Linked DNA regions of Rattus norvegicus: region 1 is linked to region 2. The links are chromatin contacts, called in public HiChIP or PLAC-seq maps. All regions are on one chromosome and are shown on one strand. Each heading gives the region's core, a stretch centred on a gene start, on an enhancer-like site or on the middle of the called end of the contact. The rest is flanking DNA. Distances are from core to core; before and after follow the strand shown.

Evidence for each region. HiChIP or PLAC-seq counts read pairs in DNA pulled down with a chosen protein or histone mark.
Region 1: a contact with region 2 is called in an H3K27ac HiChIP or PLAC-seq map of oligodendrocytes, with 11 times the contacts expected there. The contact joins the promoter of Tcf4 here to the enhancer-like site in region 2. A contact is called at or near these places in 6 of 12 Hi-C or Micro-C datasets (the A7r5 cell line, Schwann cells, frontal cortex and 3 more) and 1 of 1 datasets of contacts at active chromatin or transcription factors (oligodendrocytes).

The regions. Positions count from the first base shown.
Region 1 is chr18:65,216,843-65,221,094 of GRCr8, reverse strand. Tcf4 (transcription factor 4) reads right to left here and starts at 1,450. Exons shown (of 19, transcript NM_053369.2): 1 at 1,359-1,450. The coding sequence starts at 1,430.
Region 2 is chr18:65,066,679-65,071,198 of GRCr8, reverse strand. No RefSeq gene overlaps it. Among named protein-coding and RNA genes, the nearest start is that of Tcf4, 150 kb to the left of the region's middle. Within about 2 kb of position 1,483, at least 38 of the 93 cell types and tissues checked have an H3K27ac peak or open chromatin away from gene starts, as enhancers often do.

The DNA.
Region 1 (4,252 bases), core at 201-2,700, 150 kb before region 2:
ACACCACGTTGACAAAGGAGAAGAAAAAGTTGTTTGTTTTATATTGAAAACCTTGGGCATAACATAAATGTGGCAATGTCCCTTCCCATCCGTTACAGGACTTGTCTGCCACACATGAACCCAAATCAAAATCAAAATGCCACCTGCAGTAATTTCTCACTTCAGCTCAAACATGAGAGCAACGTAGGCAAGTCTCTCTCTCTCTCTCTCTCTCTCTCTCTCTCTCTCTCTCTCACTCTCTCTCAATCTTTCACTCCCTCTCTCTCTCTCTCCAGCATCTATTTCCGCCCTAACTGGTTTCCCTCTTCTCCTCCAGTCTAATGCGTTTCACACACCTTCCCCGAGTCAGAGCCTGCAAAAAAGCAAAGGAGCGAATGGAGAAAGTGCAACAAGCAGAAAGGGGGCTGCAAAGCCGCCTATGGGCCACTGCTTCCTGCCAAAACTTTCAGAGAACCACTTCTCCACGGGGTCTGCGGGAGGAGCAGCAGAGGTGGCAGCCAGCTTCGGCAGGCAGCAGGAGCGGGAGCAGAGTGGGGGAGCCCCACTTAGAAGGTGGTGTGGATTTTATTTGTGTGTTTGGGGGGATTCTTTTTTTTCCCCCTTTTGCTTTACAAAACGCATGTTACACCAAACTCATCTGGCATTAAAACTGCATCCATGCTCCTGACTTGTCTGGAAGCAGAGGGGAGGGAAGAAGAACCAAGAGAGTACAGTAGTAAAAACTCCACAAGTGTGTAAGTTCCTCTTTGTGCTGATTTCAAGACTGTAATTTACTAAAATAGTCCAAGGCACACTGAACAATGTATGCTCAATTTATGCATAGGAGTTCCCAGAATCCCAGAAGAGGCGACCAGGCGGAAGTCAAGAGGACCCACACAGAACCATCCGCCTCAAGTTCAGGGCACCTAGCTCCTCTACTGCCTATTTTCCATTTTTAAAGTAAATAAATATTATGTAAATCAGATGTGCAGCCTGACACAAAGTTAGCAGCGCACTCTGTGTGCAGACGTGGCCAAGTTTTTGGTGGACTTTATAGTTTTAAGAGGGTTATCTGGTTTTCCTTTCTGCTGGATTGAGATTCCATTATTTATAGAGAAATTGGTAGGTAAAGAAATCAAGGCAAGTAATTAAACTCGTAAAAAATAAAAATAAAAAAGCTTGAGTTTTCCACATCCCAAAATTAGTTGTTAAAAAGAAAAAAACTTGTCAAAAAGACCCTCACATTTTCCAAGGATTCAGCCAATTAAAAATTATCCCAGTCTTTCCCATGTCTATGGGTGCCTAGCTGGAGTGTTGGGGGAGGGTTGTTTTTTTTTTTTTTTCCACAGCTGTTGTTAGTTTCCACCGTTCTTTCTTACCGCACTGAAATCCAGTAAATCACTCAGCTCTTTGTCCGTCCCTAAGGCAGCCATTCGCTGTTGGTGATGCATTTTAGCAAAATCACACAAACCTAGAAACATGGAAATAACCGCAATCAGAAAATCCAGTCCCAATCCTTGGAGAAAACACAATCGGATTTTTGGAGACTGGGGGGTTTGGTGGGGTGGGGGGGATATAGGGGCGGATGGGATTAAGGTAGAAAAGGAGGAAGGAATGGGAGAGTTGTTGGGTTTTGTTTTGATTTTTTTTTTAATGGAATAGGCAGCAATAGCAAAAAAAAAAAAAAAAAGGAAAAATAGCAATATTGTATTTCCAAAGAGACGATCAAACTAGTAACATCCACTATAAAACCAAATCCAGGAGAGAAGGGGGGTAGCCGCTCTTCAGCGCATCCATTTATGCAACAGGAGGTAGAGCGAGAAATGAATGGATCACAGAGAAAAGAGAAACTACTGCACGAACCGGTCTCAACTTTCCCCCCACCCTCCACCCCACCCCCTCACACGCACACACTCACGCGCACACACTCGCACACACTCATAGCACTCCCTCCCCCCCCACCCCCCACCCCCCCCCCTCGCCCTGCAAAGTAGCTCGAAAGAAATTAAAGACCAGCGTCTCTGGAGTGCAAACCGGTCCACAGGGGGGTGGGGTTGCCGGGGAGGGAGAGCCCAGAAGAGCCTCAGGGTCCTCCAATTGTCCTGCACCCCTAATTTGTGAAAGAAAGGGTTGTAAAAAAAAAAAATTGAAGTCAGGCCCATTGGCAAAGTGCGCTGTGCCCGGGAGCCCGCCGGGCCCGGAGGGGGCGGAGGCCGGGGGAGGGGACGCCGCCGCTCCCCAGCTCCCGAACCCCGGCGGGGACAGCCGGGACCACGGGGCCCCGAGCCCGTGTGCGGCCGCCCAGCCCGGCCCGGCCCGGCCCCGCCGCGCATCCGCCCAGCCGGCCCCGCCGCGCCGCTACCTACCGCCCGCGCGCGACGAGGGGCTCCCGGTGCAGCGCCGGCGCCCAGGCGGCGGTCATGTCTATCCCCCTGCCTCCGCCACCACCACCTCCTCCAACGGCCGGCGCCCGCGCCCGCTCCGGCTTCCCCGCCGCCGCCGCCGCCGCCGCCGCCGATCCGCAGACACACAGCCAAGATCCCTGACTCTTAACACCAACTCTCTTCTCCCGGGAGGGGAGGGGACGAGGGAAGGGGGGAGGGGGAACACGGCGAGGCGCACGGAATTGCAAGTTCAGCAAAGAAATGGGTGGGGGGGCTCCGGCGGGGAGACGCGGCGCTCCGGGTCGGGCTGCCTAGGAAACACCCCCACCCCAGAAAAAAAAAAAATCCCAACACCTCCCCCGTCTCGAGGAAGAAAAAAAAAAACAAAACCCACCAAGGAAAATTCACCCAGCACCTCATTTTCCCCCTCAGATCGCCAGTTACAATCTGAAGCCTGAACAGTTGAGGATTTGCCGGGTTCATCCACCGGAGGCACTTTGAAATTGATTCGAGTTTACATCCCCTCTCACTTCTGTCTGTCTCTCTGTCTGTCTCTGTAACTCTCTCTCTCTCTCTCTCTCTCTCTCTCTCTCTCTCTCTCACACACACACACACACACACACACACACACACACACACACACACACACTGCAAAGCAAGTTTTGCTTTGCTGCAAATACACGTGATGCATAAAGACTTTGCCAAGACGAATAATATTTTTCTTTTCCATACAGAAAGCCATCCACATTTTTTACTAGGGGGGATATTTTGTTTGGATAGTTTTGCGTTTGGGGCCGAAATCTGAATCAGACTTTCTTCTTTTCGCCCCTTTAACTCACAGAGCCGTATAGCTGCAAACTTTGTTTTAAAAATTAAATAAATAAATCATTTAAAAAAAAAAAAAACAAGGTAATTTTAGGGAATGAATATGGTTTTGCTTTTACACTTGAGTTCCTAACTCCAAGTCCGCGCTCCGAAGCACTTCAACTTTCAACTCAACATTTGCCACTATAGGCCCTCATGCTCATTAGACACACTTTTTCTACATTACCTTTTAGGATAAAAATTAAACTTTAAAATTATCTTTTCGTAATAACATGCGTGCTTTACCCAGTAGACGCAGCATTCATTATTTTAATGTTAAAGAACACATTTGCCCAACCCTGGTATTGCTAAATGTGCGAGTACGCACCGAAATGCATGCACACACGTTTGCCCACTGGCAATTATTTAATCGGTTGTTCCTTTTGTTTGAATAAAACATTGGGAATCAACATTCTTAAAATTCAGTTCAATTACAAACAGTTTACTCTGACAGCAAATTGTAACGTTACCTTCAATGGCCACAAATATGCTCACAATATTCCAAGGAAAGAGACTTTAAAAAGAGAGACAAAAATCTTCTGCAAGTACTTAGTATCTCACATGTGTATTCCCCCAAAAGAGTATTTTAAATAGTAGTCAGTCCTGTTCCAGGGTTAGCCACAGATTACAAGATTATGCACTTGGCTCTGGTTTTTGCATTTTCCATCATAAAACTGAAACAAAATCCCCTCCCCCAAAAAAGTAATCATAAAAAAAAATCCGACAACTTTTTCTTATTGTTTATAAAAAATAATCAACACAGGATAGTTATAATTGTTCTTCGGTCTTGTTGGTTGTATTTTTTTCTTCTCTTTCAAAGTCCTAAACTTGTTCCAAGTTTAGAGGCGTCTCATCATCATCATCATCCTCAACACCATCATTGACTCCCCCGAGGAGTCACATTGATAATAATAGGTTTCCCTGAAAGATACATTGTAATCCATTCACATCCGGGCACTGCGGCTTATAAAGAGAAGGCGCTGCGGCCGCGGCTGCTCCACCAGACAATGACTGGGGAGGGGCGG
Region 2 (4,520 bases), core at 234-2,733:
TGTCATTCTTGTTGGCTGGAGTTCATGAGTCCCCTTCCAACCCTAAAGGTAGTTTAATCTAATCCCCCAACTAAAAATCAAATTGTTCTTAACGTTTGAAAAAGTCCAAACTCCTTCTGTTTTCAATTTGGTTTCTTGGAGAATATTGGTGTGTGTGTGTCTGTCCTGTTCTAACTGGCCACTCTATCAGTTTCGACATAATCCCACAAAGTGATTAGGAGCTATTCAGTTTTCTCAAATTGTCACACTTATGCCCGACCACTAAATAGATGATATATATATATATATGTATATATATCTATATATATATATATATTTCTCTAAGCTTAAATACTACTCCCTTCCCAAGAGAATTGATTTCCCAGCTTCCCACTGCAATAACAGCAACAGCAATGACAACAGCAACAGCAAAGACAACAACAGGGAGGTTCCAGGAAGTGTCCCTTAATCAGCCCCAATGCTAGGCTACTCGTTATAGGCCCTCGGGCAATTTAACTGTGAGACACACGTTTTTCATCTGTAAACACCCAAGTTAAAAATATCATCCTACCTCTAGGGTTGGGGGGGGGGGAGAAGTAAATGAGATTACATAACTAAAACTTTATAACGTGAGTGGGGGCGGGGCTGGTCCCGGAAGTGCGCATCTTTGTTGCCCTCCTTTGGGTTTTCCGTAGTTCTTCATTTAAAGGTCTACGGGTTTTCTTTGTTTCCCGAATTCACCTTAGATTTCTCACCCCCAACTTTCCTAAGAAACCCCCGCTTTTCAATCCTGGTCTTGCAGTCTCCATTTCCACCTTGAGCTAAAATTCAAGACTTAGTAAGAAGGGGGGACAGCTGCTTTGGAGAGCAGCTTTTTAATCCGGGATGGTTTCTGGAGACCCCCGCTGTGACAGGGTGCTGAGGGGGCCACCTCCCCGAGTGAAAAACTAGGCCAAGTTTTAGGTGACGGAGTTGCTTCTGTCGAACATTACACAGGCAGCTCGGTAACAGATCTTTTTTACCCTATAGTATTTAATGGAAACACTTTGTCAGACTCGATAACAAGAAATTGTTCTTACTGGCTACCAGCAACCCCTCCCAAATCAGGAAGTTAAAAAATCCTGCATCTTGGGAAGAGGCGAGGAACCCAGTTCATTACCAACATTTTAAGGCTCTAAATTATGTGTTCAGAAAATGTCCCCTCCTTCCTGATCCCGTGATTGAAAGATTCCAGACGCCCCGCCAGGATACTTTCTTTGCAGTGGTTCTGGTCTCTGGCCAGGGGCCCCAGACACCTTGGGGCTGCATTGTCAGCCTTGTCGCACCCAGGACAGACTCCCTAAAAAAAGGCGCGAGTGCAGAAGGGCAGCCCCGGGTTGGGAGACGGGTTGGCCGCTCGGATTCCGAGCTGAGCTTTCGTTTCCCGTAGGTCAGAAGGCGCGGTGGGTGGGGGCACGGGTGATCATCACGCTGTCCCCAAGCCCTGCTGCGTCCCCCGCCCCCAGAGTCTCCACGAAATTTTGCCGCACTGATGTATGCGTCTCGGGTTTGTTAGGACCGTTAAGTCTCCGATGTTCAAACCCCGAAAAAAAAAAGTGTGGGCCAGACGGAGGGCTGGTGCGGGGATTCACCCATCCCGTGTCCCCCGCCAGCTCCTGTGTTCGGGCGGCCCTGCGCTTGGCTGTGTCTTCTCTGCAGAAGCCTGACTATCCGCGCTCTTCCGAGCATCCCTCCCGCTCGATCGCCTCGGCCACGGTGACTGTGCCCCCACGGGCCCTGAGCCCCCCGCGAGCCACTGTAGTGGACCCATTTGGAGCTCCCCGCTCCACCTGGCGCCCGCGGTCCCCCATCGCCCAACCCCCTGGTTCCCGGCCTTGGGTGCTGTCTCCGACCTCGCCCGGCCTCTTCCGCGCAGATCTAGTCACCGTGCGACACGGGGACTCTCGAGGCCGCGATCCCTGTGGGCCCAGCCAATCCAGCAGGGGAAAATCCACCCGGGAAGAGACACCCCCCCCAATCCCCGCGCTTCCCCGCACCCCCCAACACACACCCCATCATCTTATTTATTAGTAATTCCACCGGCTCCGCCGTGATTCATCTCTTAGGTTGTGATGGTTCAAAGTTTAGACTTGGGACCTAAAGGACGTCTTTTATAATCTTACAAGGAACGGTAGTTGGGGAAAGAGAAACCTGACACAGAACGGATTTTTAACCTAGTGAGAAAGACTTGATCTCTGTGACCAAGGTTTTTTCATTTTCCTCCCAGAATCTCAACGAATGATCCATAAATTAAAACTTAAAACAATTATAGTCCACTTGCCTCGAAGCATGGGGCTGCGGGCCAGCCCCGTGAAGCATGTTTGAGGGCTATCAGGAGATTGAAATTTAGGATTAGAACTCCACCTTTAAAGCCTTGCGCTGAGGGCTGTGTGTGTGTGTGTGGTGGGGGGTGAGGTATCAGAACAGGCTTCAGTCTTCTCTGACTCTCATCTTAGGACTCCTCACTTCAGAGAAACTGGCAGGAAGTCCGAGGTGTAGGGATTATGCAGCCCTTGTGCATGCTTGGTGCTACAATCCTGCTCACTGATGTAGGTAGATACAGTTAAGTCAGTTACAGGTTTTAAGTTTCTGCACCTTTCCTCGTGCTTTCAATCCTGGGCGAAGGGGGCCGGGGATGGGGGAACCGACAAATAATTCTTTTCCTTAAATAGAACAAAAGAGTCTATCCAAGGGATCAATGTGGAGATTGATAGACACTACCTCCCTCATGCCAGATCCCTCCCGTTGTCCTCCTGCGCGATTGCAAGTGGAGTGTTCTGGAAACTGCCCTTTCCATTGTACGAAGGACACCCCGCAACACACACCAATCTTTCCCTCCCTTCCTCCTCCTCCTCCTCCTCCTCCTCCTCCTCCTCCTCCTCCTCCTCCTCCTCCTCCTCTTCCTCCTCCTCCTTCTCCTCCTCCTCCTCCTCCTCCTCCTCCTCCTCCTCCTCCTCCTCCTCCTCCTCTTCCTCCTCCTCCTCCTCCTCTTCCTCCTCCTCCTTCTCCTCCTCCTCCTCCTCCTCTTCCTCCTCCTCCTCCTCCTCCTCCTCCTCCTCCTCTTCCTCCTCCTCCACCACCACCACCTCTCTCTCCCTCACATTCGCCCCCTCCACTGGCTTATCAGGAGCAATCTTCAGGTCTTCCCGATAGAGGAGTTTCAACACACAGTCCTACAGCCAGCTGAGGTGTACCCAATCCACGAGATGTGGGGCAGTGTTAAGGAAGAATCTAGAGTATTTTAATGGAGCGAATTATCTTTGTTTACTTCAGTGAATCACTGCGCCTTCCTTGTTGTTTGTGACCTACGGGTTTTGCCAGGGATCTCACAGCCAACCTCCTGTCAGAGGGGGAGAAAAAGAAGGAAGATGTGTGAGCTCCCCCTGGTGCCTTCCTGAATTCAGGCTGACTGAAGCAAGACTGCAAGGAAACAAGCCTGCAGCAGAAGGAAACAGACTTCACCTGGGTCCTGACTGACACTTGGATCAGGATGCTAAAGCTTTGGGCCTACGTTTAATGTGGGTCCTTAGAAGGGGCATGGTCTTCTCAGTGGACTTTTTGAACTCCTGTGTGGAATGGGGATTTTGTTAGCTGGCTGCGTTGGGATGGACTTCTTTTGAATCAAAGTGCTTACTTTGGGGCCGGAGTTTTTCTCGTTGTCAGCGTGCAGTTATTCAAAACCAGTAGCTTTTACACACTTCCTGTTGTGCTGTAGACACAGGAGTTGTCATGGGAATCCGGCACCAACCACCGTGACCAGTGTCCTACACCCCATAGCCTATGTCAACAATGTCCTACGCTTAGGAAGGGGGTCAGAAATATTGCAAACTCTAGTCATTTACAAAAGGCTGCAGGGAATTTTTCTCTCAGTCTCCTGGGTGTGCGGTTGACAGAAGCCCTTAACAATATGTTCACAGGTATTTAGTGAGACCCATTCTTTAGCCATAGGCGGGGAAAGGACAGACAGATGGACCACACTTAATTCCTCTTATACCTAGGTCAGTCCATTTCTGGACTAACTTCCCTAAAACAGCGTGGGTCTAGGTTATGGGCGGTTTCTATTTCCTGTGTAAACACGGAGGTTTTGTTTCCTTTTGTTCGGAATGTGTGACTTTGGTGGAGTCAGGAGTTCCCAGAGCCAAGAGTATAGCTTGAGCCCTTTGCAAAACCACGCCAAGCTTTAATCAGTCCGGTCCACAATCTCACACTCATTCTCGACCCTGGTTTTAGTTCTCGAGACAAAGACAGGCCATTCTCCCCTTTCTCCCTTTCCTAATGTCATTTCTTCGGCGATCCTCTCTTTCAGGGGCCTCCCCAAGTCCCCAGTGCACTTTACCTGGGGCGAGGCTCAACTCCTGGCCACAGTTGCCATGCAGACTGCTCTCCTCCCCGTATACCTCGTTTCCCCGCGCTCTCCGTGCACCCCTCGAGCCGCTGTACTAACTGATGGAAAGCGTGCAGGTGCCAGATAGGTATTGGAGGCGCCGCGCAGAAAGGTAATG